Linked DNA regions of Sus scrofa: regions 1 and 3 are each linked to region 2. The links are chromatin contacts, called in public Hi-C maps. All regions are on one chromosome and are shown on one strand. The core of a region is the stretch at or near the end of the contact, and the rest is flanking DNA. Distances in the headings are between cores, read along the strand shown. Region 1 holds the start of NR2F6 (nuclear receptor subfamily 2 group F member 6). Region 2 holds the start of GTPBP3 (tRNA modification GTPase GTPBP3, mitochondrial). Region 3 holds the start of MVB12A (multivesicular body subunit 12A).

What was found. A called contact is a pair of places that touch in the nucleus more often than the background predicts.
Region 1: a contact with region 2 is called in a Hi-C map of liver, with 6 times the contacts expected there. The contact joins the promoter of NR2F6 here to the promoter of GTPBP3 in region 2. A contact is called at or near these places in 1 of 47 Hi-C or Micro-C datasets (liver) and 1 of 2 datasets of contacts at active chromatin or transcription factors (alveolar macrophages).
Region 3: a Hi-C map of liver shows a contact between it and region 2, with 5 times the contacts expected there. The contact joins the promoter of MVB12A here to the promoter of GTPBP3 in region 2. A contact is called at or near these places in 14 of 47 Hi-C or Micro-C datasets (alveolar macrophages, blood, brain and 6 more) and 1 of 2 datasets of contacts at active chromatin or transcription factors (alveolar macrophages).

The regions. Positions count from the first base shown.
Region 1 is chr2:60,424,713-60,428,615 of Sscrofa11.1, reverse strand. NR2F6 (nuclear receptor subfamily 2 group F member 6) reads right to left here and starts at 2,500. Exons shown (of 4, transcript XM_021083574.1): 1 at 1,562-2,500. The coding sequence starts at 1,854.
Region 2 is chr2:60,353,743-60,357,479 of Sscrofa11.1, reverse strand. GTPBP3 (tRNA modification GTPase GTPBP3, mitochondrial) reads left to right here and starts at 2,077. Exons shown (of 8, transcript XM_021083561.1): 1 at 2,077-2,228; 2 at 2,568-2,821; 3 at 2,932-3,314; 4 at 3,464-3,536; 5 at 3,629-3,737. The coding sequence starts at 2,176. ANO8 (anoctamin-8) reads right to left here and starts at 286. Exons shown (of 19, transcript XM_021083565.1): 1 at 1-286. The coding sequence starts at 7.
Region 3 is chr2:60,273,573-60,277,597 of Sscrofa11.1, reverse strand. MVB12A (multivesicular body subunit 12A) reads left to right here and starts at 1,626. Exons shown (of 10, transcript XM_021083558.1): 1 at 1,626-1,979; 2 at 2,111-2,209; 3 at 2,342-2,438; 4 at 3,632-3,757. The coding sequence starts at 2,182.

The DNA.
Region 1 (3,903 bases), core at 1,251-3,750, 71 kb before region 2:
ACCAGGTCACACAGCACAGGCCTTCTGAAGAACCTGCCAGCCCCCAACAATGCCCCCTCTCCCCCACCTTAAGGCTCCCTGCCTCCAGTGTAAGGGAATCGCTGGGACCCCAAAACTACATGAGCCCCTCCCCTGCCCTCCCTAAAGACCTGGCCAGAGAGCAGACTGTTATATTCCAGGAGCAAGAATGAGGCCAAAGTCTGGTGGCCCAGTTACCTCTGGAGGAGGGAGTAAGCCAGCTCCCCCCACGACACACACAGCCACCCCAGACAGGCCTTGATACCGGACCAGATGCCAAATTCCTGTTTCAGGTGCCTAGGGCCCCACCCAGTGGCCCTGCCAACAAGCCCTCCATCAGCAGCTCTCCCCGGGGACACCCTGACCCAAACTCTCCTGTCCCTCTTCCCAGCCCCACAGTCCCTGGTGCTAGGCCCCAACCGGGGCAGGGTCTCTTCCCGGATGATCCAGGACAGCCACCAAGGCGTTCCTGGGCCTCAGTTTCCCCTATCTAGAAAATGGGACTCTCAATACTGGCACCAGAGCCCAAGCAGGTTCCTGGAGGACACAGAGTAAAGGTTTAAAAATGGAGCCAAAGAAGGCTGACCAAAGAGTGGTAGGAAAGGGGGTCCTGGGCTGGACACCCAATGCCAGCAGCTTCTCCCCCAGACCTAGTGCCCATTATCAACCGGAGAAGCTAGCAAGGCCACGCCCTGTCAGTGGGGGCTCCAACTGAGGATAGCTCAGGGTTCCTAGGTTTCCCAGGGGAGGAAACATTCACCCCCCACCCTGTCTCAGAGCCCACCAAAGTTTCAGGGATTTTCCAGGAGCCCAGGTCTGCACCCATTTCTGGCTGGGGGGTGGGGCAGCCAAAATGTGGTCAAATCCAGCCGTCCTCCCTGACCTAGAGCAGCAGCTTCCAGTGACCCAAGGCCCAGGGTGAGCTCTGGGGGGTAGGGGGGGGTGTTCCCCCCTGATGGGCAGGTCCGACCCCAGAGCAGGGGCCCCCATGCAAAGGAAGCTGCTCTGTGCCACCCCGGTTTCACTACAGCCGCCACCTCAGTGGCCAGGGCGACTTTGGAAGTGATATTTGACCCCAAGGGCGCGCCGTATCGATCCGCGCGGATGCAGACAATGGCCCCTCGAAGCTGCCAGCTCCACAGTCCAAGTTCCACGTTCGATTCCCGCGGGGTCCCCCGCGCACCGAGATTCCCAAGGGAAGGGATGCCCTGCGGTTGGGGGCCCACTCCTGACAGCACCCCAACCCTCCCCGCACGGAGCTGGCCCTTCTCAGGAGAAAAAGAAGGGAGGGAGGAGGAGCAAGTAACTGGGGCGGAAGCCACAAGGGACCACCTGATGGGGGGACCTGCAACGATACAGCGCCGACTGTATACACAATCCCAGGAATGCAATGAAGAGGGGGAGAGGGAGCTGTGCCCCTATCTCAGAGGGGGAGTGGAGGCCCAGAGAAGGTCAGTGCCAGGCCCAAGGTGACCGAGCAGGTCAGAGGCCCGGCCCAGGCCGGGCCGGGTGCCCAGCGGCTGTGCGCTGATAGGGGGCTCACCGGCAGGTGTAGCTGAGGTTGCGGCGGATGCTCCGCTTGAAGAAGCTCTTGCAGCCCTCGCAGGTGAAGACGCCGTAGTGCTTGCCGCTCGACTTGTCCCCGCACACCACGCAGTCCACCTGCAGCCCCGGCCGCTCCTCGTCGCCCGGTTCAGCGTCGCTGGCAGCCCCGGGGGGTGAGGCCGAGTCTTCCTCCGCCGCGCGCGGGTAGCCGCCCGCCTTGTCCACGCCGTTCGTGTCGCCGCCGCCGCCGCCGCCGCCGGGGCCGCCCCAGCCGCCGGTCACCATGGCCATAGCCCCAGGGCAGCGGGGCCGGGGCGCCCCCTCCGCGCTCCTCCTTCGGGGCACCCCTTTCGGCCCGGGAGACCCTACCCGGTGCGCATCCGGCCCCGGCGCGCGGGGGGCACCCGACTGCACCCCCCAAAAAAGTTTTGCAGTAACTTCCTGCGGCCGGTCCGCGCGCCCGGGCGGAACTGGTCGGGCCGGTTCCAGGCCAACTTTCCCACGCGTGCGCGGGGCCGGGCCTGGGGCCGGGGGGGCAACTAGAGGTGCGGGCCGGGGGCCCCGGGGACTCGCGCCCCGGCGCCCTGGGGCCCCGGCGGGGGAGCACGGGCCATGGCCCGGCCCAGGCTGCGCAGGGGGCGCCCTCTGGCCCGGTTGCCGCTCGGCCGAGGGCTGCGGCCAACTTAGCGGGCTGCCATCCGAGCGCGGGAGGCCAGGGGGAAAGTTTGGCCGCAAGTTGCTCGGCCGCCCGCGGCGGGGGGGAGGGGCGGCGGGCACGCGCCGGGGCCGGTCACCGCGCCCCCTGAGGCCGTCGGGCCCCCGGGCGGCCGCTCCGGGCCTGCAGGGCCGCGGGCCGGCGCTTCCTGAGCTGCCGCCCCCGCTACGGCCGCGCCCGCCCGGCCTGGGCCTGCGCCTGGGCCCGAGCCTGGCTCTCGCCGCCGCCGCCGACCCCGCGCGCCGGCCTCGCGCTGCGGCCGGTTTGACACACAACGTTCCATTCGCGGGGCGGGCGGGGGGCGGGGGCGGGGGCAGGGGCGCGCGCCGCGGGCTGGGGGCGGGCGCTCGTTGCCCCGGCGACGACCGCCCTTATAAGGACATGGGTGGCCGTGCGCGGCGCCCGGCGCCCGGGCCGGCGGGAGGGGTGAGGGCGGAGCGCGGGGCCGCTCGGCCTGACCCTCCCCCTCCCCCTCCCACCCCATCCCACCCCCGCCCTCACCCCGCTCCAGCCTTAACCCCTGCCGGGCCGCGGCGGGAACCTGGGCGACTGCTGCCCTCTGCCCTTCCGCAGCCTCGACAAGATGTCTCTCTAAGGCCCTCCCCTCCACCTCCGGCCTTGGACGTTGCGTCGCTCTACCGCCCTCGAGGTGCCCCTCGGCACCACCCCCCTGCCTTCCCGGCATAAGCAATAATGGGGGGCCAGTTGCACGCGGGGGGCACGCCCCTGCGCAACACACACACACACACACACACACACACCCCGGGCATTTCTTTGCACAGTTGCATGATGGATTGTGTTTGCTTCCTCTTCCAGAAAGTCGCTGCGTCCGACCCCCACCCCACCCTTTCTCTGCTTGGGCTAACACCTGGTGCTCGGAATCTCCGGGGGGAAGGGATGTTGTGGTCTGCAGCCGGCGGGGGCATGAGGTCAGGGGCCCCCTTACCAGAATTTAAGGCCTCTGGGGGCAGGGCGCCACCCGCCCAGCCCAGCGAGGCTGGAAGCAACAGGAATGCCCACCACCCCTGCCGGGGGGCCTGCCCCTTTTCCCCTTTAATTTCCTTTTCTTTCTGTGCTTCACCGAAAGGGCCTGGCCAGGCAGCCGGCTGGACTACAGATGTCTCTTCCAGGGTCTCCAGAGCCTCCCAGCTGCCATTCTGCCTCCACGTCACCCACCAAGAAGACCCTGGGCTGTTGTGGCCAGCATTTATTAAGCACACTTTGTATGCCCCCTTGCCGTCCTGGGCAAGGAAGCCTGAGCCTCTGTTTCTGGGCCTGTTAACGTTTAACTGGCTGGAAAAGCCCTTCCTGCAGTGACCTTTCACCTTGGAGTCCTGCAGGTCCAGGCACCCAGCCTTATCTATCGCCCTGCCCTGGATTGAGCTGGACACCAGGACACGTGGCTGGGCCTCTGACGGCTGCTGGCAGGATAGCTGTGCCCTCTGCCTCCATGGACTCCTAATCCCTCTCCTTTCAGGAAGGGTCTTTGGAAAAAGGCATTCCCCTCTCCAGATGACATCTGGGGATACACACTCCATGGTCAGGGCAGGAGATACTTGGAGATCATACAGCACTAACCAGGACACCAAGGTTCTGGAGATGCCAGGCAGTACAATGGCCAAGCC
Region 2 (3,737 bases), core at 828-3,327:
CGGCCATGGCGAGGGCAGGGCGGGTCAGGAGCTGCGGGTGGCCCAGGCGCCGGGGGCCCGCGGGCTCATGGGGCCGGTGCAGCAGCCGAGTGCGCTGGAGGTGGAGACAAAGGCCGCGCCCGCCCGCGCCGGCCGCCGTCCCCGCGTGCCCGAGATTGTTTCTCGTCCCCGTCCGCGCCGAACCTCGATTCTCCTGGGCCCAGCGCCCGTCGTTCTCTGGTTCTCGACTCCGCCCGTGTTGTTTTCTGAGTTTCGTTCTCGCCCGCCCACCTCGCTCTCTGGTGCTCGTCCCCGCCCGCACCGAACGCGAATTCTCCTCCTGGTCCCCGCCCGCACGGTATTCTGGGTCTCGTCCCCGCCCGCCGTGGACCTGGATCCTCCGCCTCCTAGCTTTAGTTTCCACATCTGTTTGGAATCCGAGGTGGACGTGGGAGGGGGCGGACCTAGTCGGGGGAAATTCCTGGTAGCAGAAATTTCAACCACCGCAGCAGGGATGAGAATAAATATATCAGAGCCTGCCTTAGGGCCTTAGCACATGCTGTTCAGCTATCTAGGACTCTCTTCACACCCTTTGTCCAGTTAACTCCAACACCTTTAAAGATGTAACGTCCTCAGAGAGGATCTGATTGTGTTACCAAATTTAGCAAATAAAAATACAGTCCTTCTGGAGTTCTCAACGTGGCGCCGGGGAAACGAATCCGACTAGGAATCATGAGGTGGCAGGTTCGATCCCTGGCCTCGCTCAGTGGGTTAAGGATCCGGCGCTGAGGTGAGCTGTGATGTAGGTCGCAGAGGTGGCTTGGATCTGGCGTTGCTGTGGGTGTGGCATAGCCTGGCAGCTGTAACTCCGATTCGACACCTAGCCCAGGAATCTCCATATGCCGCGGGTGCGGCCCTAAAAAGCAACAACAACAATAATAATATTACAGTCCTCCTAGTTAAATGTGAATTTCGGATAAATGAATAAATTTTCAGTATGTCCCAAGTATTGCATGGGATATAGTTACACTAAAACGTTACTCATTGTTTATCTGAAATTCACATTTAACTGAGTGCCCTGTATTTTGCCTGTCACTTGGACCTCCCGACCACCCTGAATGGCCTCCTCCATTAGACTGAAAAGCCAGCGCGCGCAGAGTCCCAGGCAAATTCTGTTCTCACACAGTAGGCACTTGATGTATACTTTCGACAGACAGAACTCGGAGACGGCGAATGTCATCGTTTGCCCTTCTTTACAAATGAAAAAATTGAGCAGAGCGAGGCATGGGGTCTTTAGACCTGTATCCTGTTCGTCTTCCCAAAGTATATGAGCGCCGCCCTCCCGCTCCGTCCTAGAACCAGAGAATTAGTCGTGCGAAAGCGTCCTGCTGAGATCCCACCCGTCCGGTGCCTGGAATTCCACCATCTGCGCTTTATTCCATCAGCCGCCGCTGTCCTGGGTTAACCTGAAAGTAATCTCTGAGACTCCCCTCTGGCTTTCGGGGAGCCATAGACCAACCGAACACTCAACTCTGCAGCAGCAGACCTGGGCCAGAGTAGCCCAGAGGGGCGAGAGGACTGTGCTGGGGGTTCTAGGGAAGCTTCCTGGCAAAGGGGACCTTGGAGCTAGGCACTGAGGCTGAGCTTGTCAGAGGAAGAAGGGTATACGAGGCCATGGAGACAGCGGGAGGAAATCTAGGGAGGGGTGAGAACTGTAGAGTTCCGAGAAAACTAGAAATCTTCCCAGAAGTATGGACAAGATTTTCCCAGGGTCAGTGCATAGGTTCCCCGGAATTCTCTCCCGGTCACTGAGATGCTCTTGCTTCGCCTAAGGCTATGTAGTGGCCAAACGGGACTCAAATCCTTTCTTCTCCATAATTCCCACCGCCCTAAGCCAAGCCCTGTTCTTACCCCCACCCTCTTTTCCGGTATCTCAGATCCCTGCTGCTCTAGGATCCCAAAAATTCTGTCTAATGTTGCAGGGGGAACACCATTTAGCTGCACCCGGAGTGCTAGCACCCTGTCCTTTCCTGGAATCAGCCAATAGAAGCTAAGATCTTCAGTGGGTGGGCGGTACGTCTTCTACGGGGCCCAATGGTAACCGAGAATTGTTGAGCCCTTTACGGATCACGCCGCGAGGTGGGCGGGGCTAGCCCCGGCTGGGCGCTGCCAAGGCTGGTCGCTGATTGTGAATCCATGTGGCGGGTACTATGGACCCTGGTAGCCCGGGCGGCACGTGGGCCTCTCAGGTGGGGCTTCTCACTTGGGGGAGGGGGTGTGACGGCGTAGGGCGCTGCTTGGGGCCCAGATCCTCTCCCTAGGATCTGGAGGTCCAGTTCCCTTTGGCAGAGCCGTATTTTTGGTCTTCTTCCAAGGCTCTGTCCATCCCCCTGCCGCAGAGCCCACATGTGGATCAACTTCTCTCAGACATCTCTATTCAGTCATCTTACGGCCTCAAACCTTCCAATCTTTTCATCCCCCCGGCCGCAGAACTTACACTTGGGGCATCTCCTGACCATCTAGCCTTCGATCCACCTGCCACTCTGGCGGCAGAGTTTCTCAGAACACTGACTCTCCTCCTCTTCCAGTTCCAGGCCGTGCCCGCGCCAGAGCAGTGGCGCCCCGGCCCTGGGTCCCGGGTCCACTATCTTCGCACTGAGCTCTGGCCAAGGCCGCTGCGGCATCGCTGTCATTAGAACCAGCGGCCCAGCCAGCGGGCACGCCCTCCGGAGCCTTACGGCGCCCCGGGACTTACCCCCGGCCCGCAAAGCCTGCCTGCGCCTCCTCAGCGACCCCTGCTCTGGGGAGCCTTTGGACCGCGCGCTGGTGCTTTGGTTTCCAGGTGAGGGACTTCAGATCTGCAACCTCATATAGCTTCTATGACCCAACTTCCTCCTTCCGGACTTTTACCCAGGTGGTATCCTCCTGACACCTATCTCCTCACCATACTAGGTCCCCAGAGTTTCACCGGTGAGGATTGCGCGGAGTTCCATGTGCATGGAGGCCCAGCTGTGGTGAGTGGTGTCCTGCAGGCCCTGGGTGAGTCTGCAGCCTTGGGTTTAAGGTGTGGCTATATACCAGTGGGCCTGGATAGGAACCAAAAGGGGCTTAGGACCCTGAACCTTCCTGCAGGCAGTGTGCCAGGGCTGCGGCCAGCAGAGGCAGGCGAGTTCACCAGGAGGGCATTCGCCCATGGGAAGCTGAGCCTGACTGAGGTAGAGGGGCTGGCAGATCTGATCCATGCAGAAACTGAGGCGCAGCGGCGGCAGGCCTTGAGGCAGCTGGACGGGGAGCTGGGCCACCTCTGCCAAGGCTGGGCAGAGACCCTCACTAGGGCAAGTACACCATTTGCTCATCACTTGCCTGTCTAACCTGCATGAGAGCTTCCTGTGAGCCCAGTCGGGCACCTTGGGCCGGGCCAGACCTGGGCACACTGGGGGGTGGGTTCCTGGGTGATCACACTACCCAAACTCACCTCTTTCAGGCTCTGGCCCATGTGGAGGCCTATATTGATTTTGGTGAGGATGACAACCTAGAGGAGGGCGTCCTGGATCAAGGTGGGTCTGCCTGGGGGTGGGAGGTGGGGACATCTGGCATCTCAGCCCTTAGAGACCCCCTTACTCTCCCTCCTGCTTTCTTCCATCTACAGCTGACAGCGAAGTGCGGGAGCTAGAGGTGGCATTGGGCACACACCTTCGAGATGCCAGGCGTGGACAGAGGCTTCGCTCAGGGGCGCACGTAGTGGTTGCTGGACCTCC
Region 3 (4,025 bases), core at 377-2,876, 79 kb after region 2:
ATTAACCCAGCAAGACTTAAATGAGAGCTGACAAAGTCTGCCCTTACTGAATACTGAAACGTCTGTAACGTGAAAAGATGTCCTCCAAAATAGGATGGCCTTGGACATGACTAATTATCCAAGTGGAATGGAAAGTTGTATGTTCATATCTGATCAGACTGGGGATGTAGCATCTTTTTTTTTTTGGCTGCTCCCATGGCATGTGGAACTTTTCGGGCCAGGGATTGAACCTGTGCCACAGCAGTGACAAAACTGGATCCTTAACCCACTGAACCACCAGGGAGCTCTCATGTAGCATCTTTTTTCTTTTTCTTTTCTTTTTTGGCCACCCCACAGCATATGGCATTCCTGGGGCCAGGGATCACATCCAAGCCACAGTTGTAACTTAAGTCGCAACTGGGGGAATGCTGGATCCTCAACCCGCTGGGCACAGGGCTCCAGAGATGCCCCTGATCTCTTTGCACCACAGCAGGAACTCCCCTATAATATCTTTATTAAAGCACATTCGGACACAAAGGAATGCCCTGATTGATTCCTAGCCTCAGGGACTCAATAAATCAGTGCTTCAGATCACAGGGCACTTGGTGCAAAAGTATTCTTATCTTCTTCTTCTTCTTTTTTTTTTTTTTTTTTGTCTTTTTGCCATTTCTTGGGCTGCTCCCACGGCATATGGAGGTTCCCAGGCTGGGGGTCGAATCGAAGCTGTAGCTGCTGGCCTATGCCAGAGCCACAGCAACATGGGATCCGAGCCGCATCTGCGACCTACACCACAGCTCACCGCAATGGTAGATCCTTAAAAAAAAAAAAATCCCCAGAAATAAAAACAGAATATTGGTAACAAAATAAAGTCTAACCCTAAAAGAAAAAAAAAAAAAAAAATGGAGTTCTCGTTGTGGCTCAGTGGTTAACGAATCCGACTAGGAACCATGAGGTTGTGGGTTTGATCCCTGGCCTCACTCAGTGGTTCCCCTTGTGGCTCAGCAGATACTCTGACTAGTATCCATGAGGACGCAGGTTCCATCCTTGGCCTCGCTCAGTGGGTTAAGGATACCGCCATTGCCGTGAGCTGTGGTATAGGCGACAGACCCGGCTTGGATATGTCGTGGCTGTAGCTGTGGTGTAGGCCAGCGGCTACAGCTCAGGTTTGACCCCTAGCCTGGGAACCTCCATATGCCTTGGGTGCGGCCCTAAAAGCACCACACACACAAAAAACCCCCACCATTCCTTGCTAACAGGTGGTACAAAAAACAGGCAGTGGGCTAACCTATGACATTGCAGAAAACTGGAAACTACACAGGAGTAAACCTTCTGTTCCCTAATTTTCCATATTTTACTTCTGAGGGGTGTAAAAGTTTGTCTCCATACTGAGCACTTTCTTGTCTCATTTTAAAAAATGTGTATGTGAACAAGTTCTCAAGTTACACCAAGATTTCAAGGCTCAAGTTGGTCGGTATTTTTATTTAAACTAACCGTTGCATAACTCATGAAAGTCTTCTTTGGGGTGACTTCTGGAATTGTGAGTTTTTCACAGCTCACTCTCAAATTCTGGGGAATACTGACGTCAACTTTGGAAGAGAGGTTGACACTGCAAAGGATTCTGGGGAACGTAGTTCCGGTTTGCTGCTAGCGAGACATTTCCGGCGGAAGTTGATGGGCGTGAGGGGGAAAAAAAAGGAGACAATTTTCCGCAAACGTCGCTCACTGGCACACCTGGGGGACGCACGCAGTTGGCCGACAGCTTTCCCGGAACGCGCAAACGACGCCTCCTGGACTCCCGACCTCGCAAGGCTATCTGGGAGTTGTAGTTCAGTTTCGTGGCCAAACTCCGCCGTCCGGCCGCGGCTGGGAGGTCCAAGGCGGTCCATCGCCTTTGGATCTTGGTTCGGAGGATGGATCCGGGGCCCGGGACCGACGCGGCCCCGTTGGCTGGCCTGGCCTGGTCGTCGGCCTCGGCGCCTCCGCCAAGGGGATTCAGTGCGGTAAGCGACGTCGGGGAACCGGGGAAGTGTAGGGAGAGGCGGTGGCACTAGGGGCGAGGGGTTGAATGGGGGCAGAGGTGGCTGCGGCCAGGTAAGAGCCTGGCTGGCGCTGACCCGCGTCCGTGCCATAGATCTCCTGCACCGTGGAGGGAGCTCCCGCCAGCTTCGGCAAGACCTTCGCGCAGAAATCCGGCTACTTCCTATGTCTCAATCCTTTGGGCAGCCTAGAGGTAAGGGGCGCCCACCTTCGGAATCCCTGGGGTCCTTCCACTCCCCCTGTCCATTCGCGGGGTGCTGCCCGAGGCGTGCCGGTCACTCTTGCTGTGTTCCCCACCGCGTCCCCCCACCCCATCCCATCCCAGAATCCACAGGAGAACGTGGTGGTCGATATCCAGATCCTGGTGGACAAGAGCCCTCTCCCGCCGGGATTCTCCCCTGTCTGCGACCCCGTAGACTCCAGTGAGTCCTGTCGAAGGCGGGGGTGGGGTGGGGCGGGGTTGGAGGTGAAGGGCACATTCGAGTCTCTGCGGGAAAGAGCGGGGAGGGAATGGAGAGACCATAGGCGCGTGAGTTTTGAGCCTTGGCCACCCCCTCGACAGCACTTGGTAATGACAGTGTTGGCTGAGGACTTAGAGTTCTGATCCTGTACGGGGAAAATGTGCCCCGCCCTGCGTAAAAATGTTCGATTGGAAGCCTCTGTTCTAGAGTAAGTGTTCGGTCATTGCGACCTGTTTTATTTAATGTTACTAATACACCTTCTTCTTAGGTTGTAGCCAGGCTGAATCTTGCGCAGTTCTGTTTTACATTTCCAGGTTCTTACACACAGGCTCCAGTTGCCCTGGTGCTTTCCTGACAATGCTGACCACTCTGTTTTCTAACCATCAGGCTCTCCCTGCCTCCTGTGCCTTTTCCATGTATTGTCTTTTATATTTGACTCTCAGCATATATATCTGTTGGTGCAGGACTTGGCAGACTTTGTCTGTAAAAGGGCAGAAAGTAGATATATTAAATTAGATGGTGTCTGTTGCATATATATCCCTTTAAAAATGTAAAAGCCGTGGAGTTCCCGTCATGGTGCAGTGGTTAACGAATCCGTCTAGGAGCCATGAGGTTGCGGGTTCAATCCCTGGCCTTGCTCAGTGGGTTAAGGATCCGGCATTGCCGTGAGCTGTGGTGTAAGTTGCAGACGCGGCTCAGATCCTGCATTGCTGTGGCTCTGGCGTAGGCTGGCGGCTATAGCTCCGATTGGACCCCTAGCCTGGGAACCTCCATATGCCGCAGGTGTAGCCCTAAAAAGAAAAAAAAAAAAAAGAAGTAAAAGCCATGCGTAGCTGGTGAGCCATACAGAAACAGACTTTGGGCCAGATTTGGCTCTTAGGCTAGTTTGCTGACCTCTGGATTAGAGGGCTGGGGGAAAGTGAGTTCTGTCTTATCCCACAGCTACCCTACAAGTGCCTCTCTATGTCACTAAAGACGACCCTGTCCCAATGGGTCCTCAAAGCTGCATGGAGTTCCCTCCTATGGCTTTGCCATTCATGGTTTAACCAGATGGCTGTCTTAAATAGCAGCACCCTGGCCAGTGTCATCCTGGAGCCCTATGGACCCCTTCCCTGCTTCTTCCCTCTTGTCACTCCTCTGCCCCCCATTCCCAGAGGCTCTGTATCCAAGAAGAAACGCATGTGTGTTAAGCTGGTACCCTTGGGGGTCGCAGACACGGCTGTATTTGACGTCCGGCTGAGTGGGAAAACCAAGACAGTGCCTGGATACCTTCGAGTCGGGTAGGGCTGCCCCTCAGCACTCCCTCCTTGACCTCCCAACTCCCACATCTACCCCTCTGGCCCTCAAGGACTCCCATGGGTTCTCCCGTTCCTTCTGCCAACTCTCTGTGGCTCAGTTTCCACACGTTAAGATCGGGACAGTTGTACCAATCTTATGGGGTGGCCACGAGGAGTAAAAATGAGTTGGTGTGTCTAAAGCGCCTAGAACAGTGATTGAACCCAGCAACACTAGTTAGCATGTTGCTGAGGGTGTGAACTGAGATGTGAG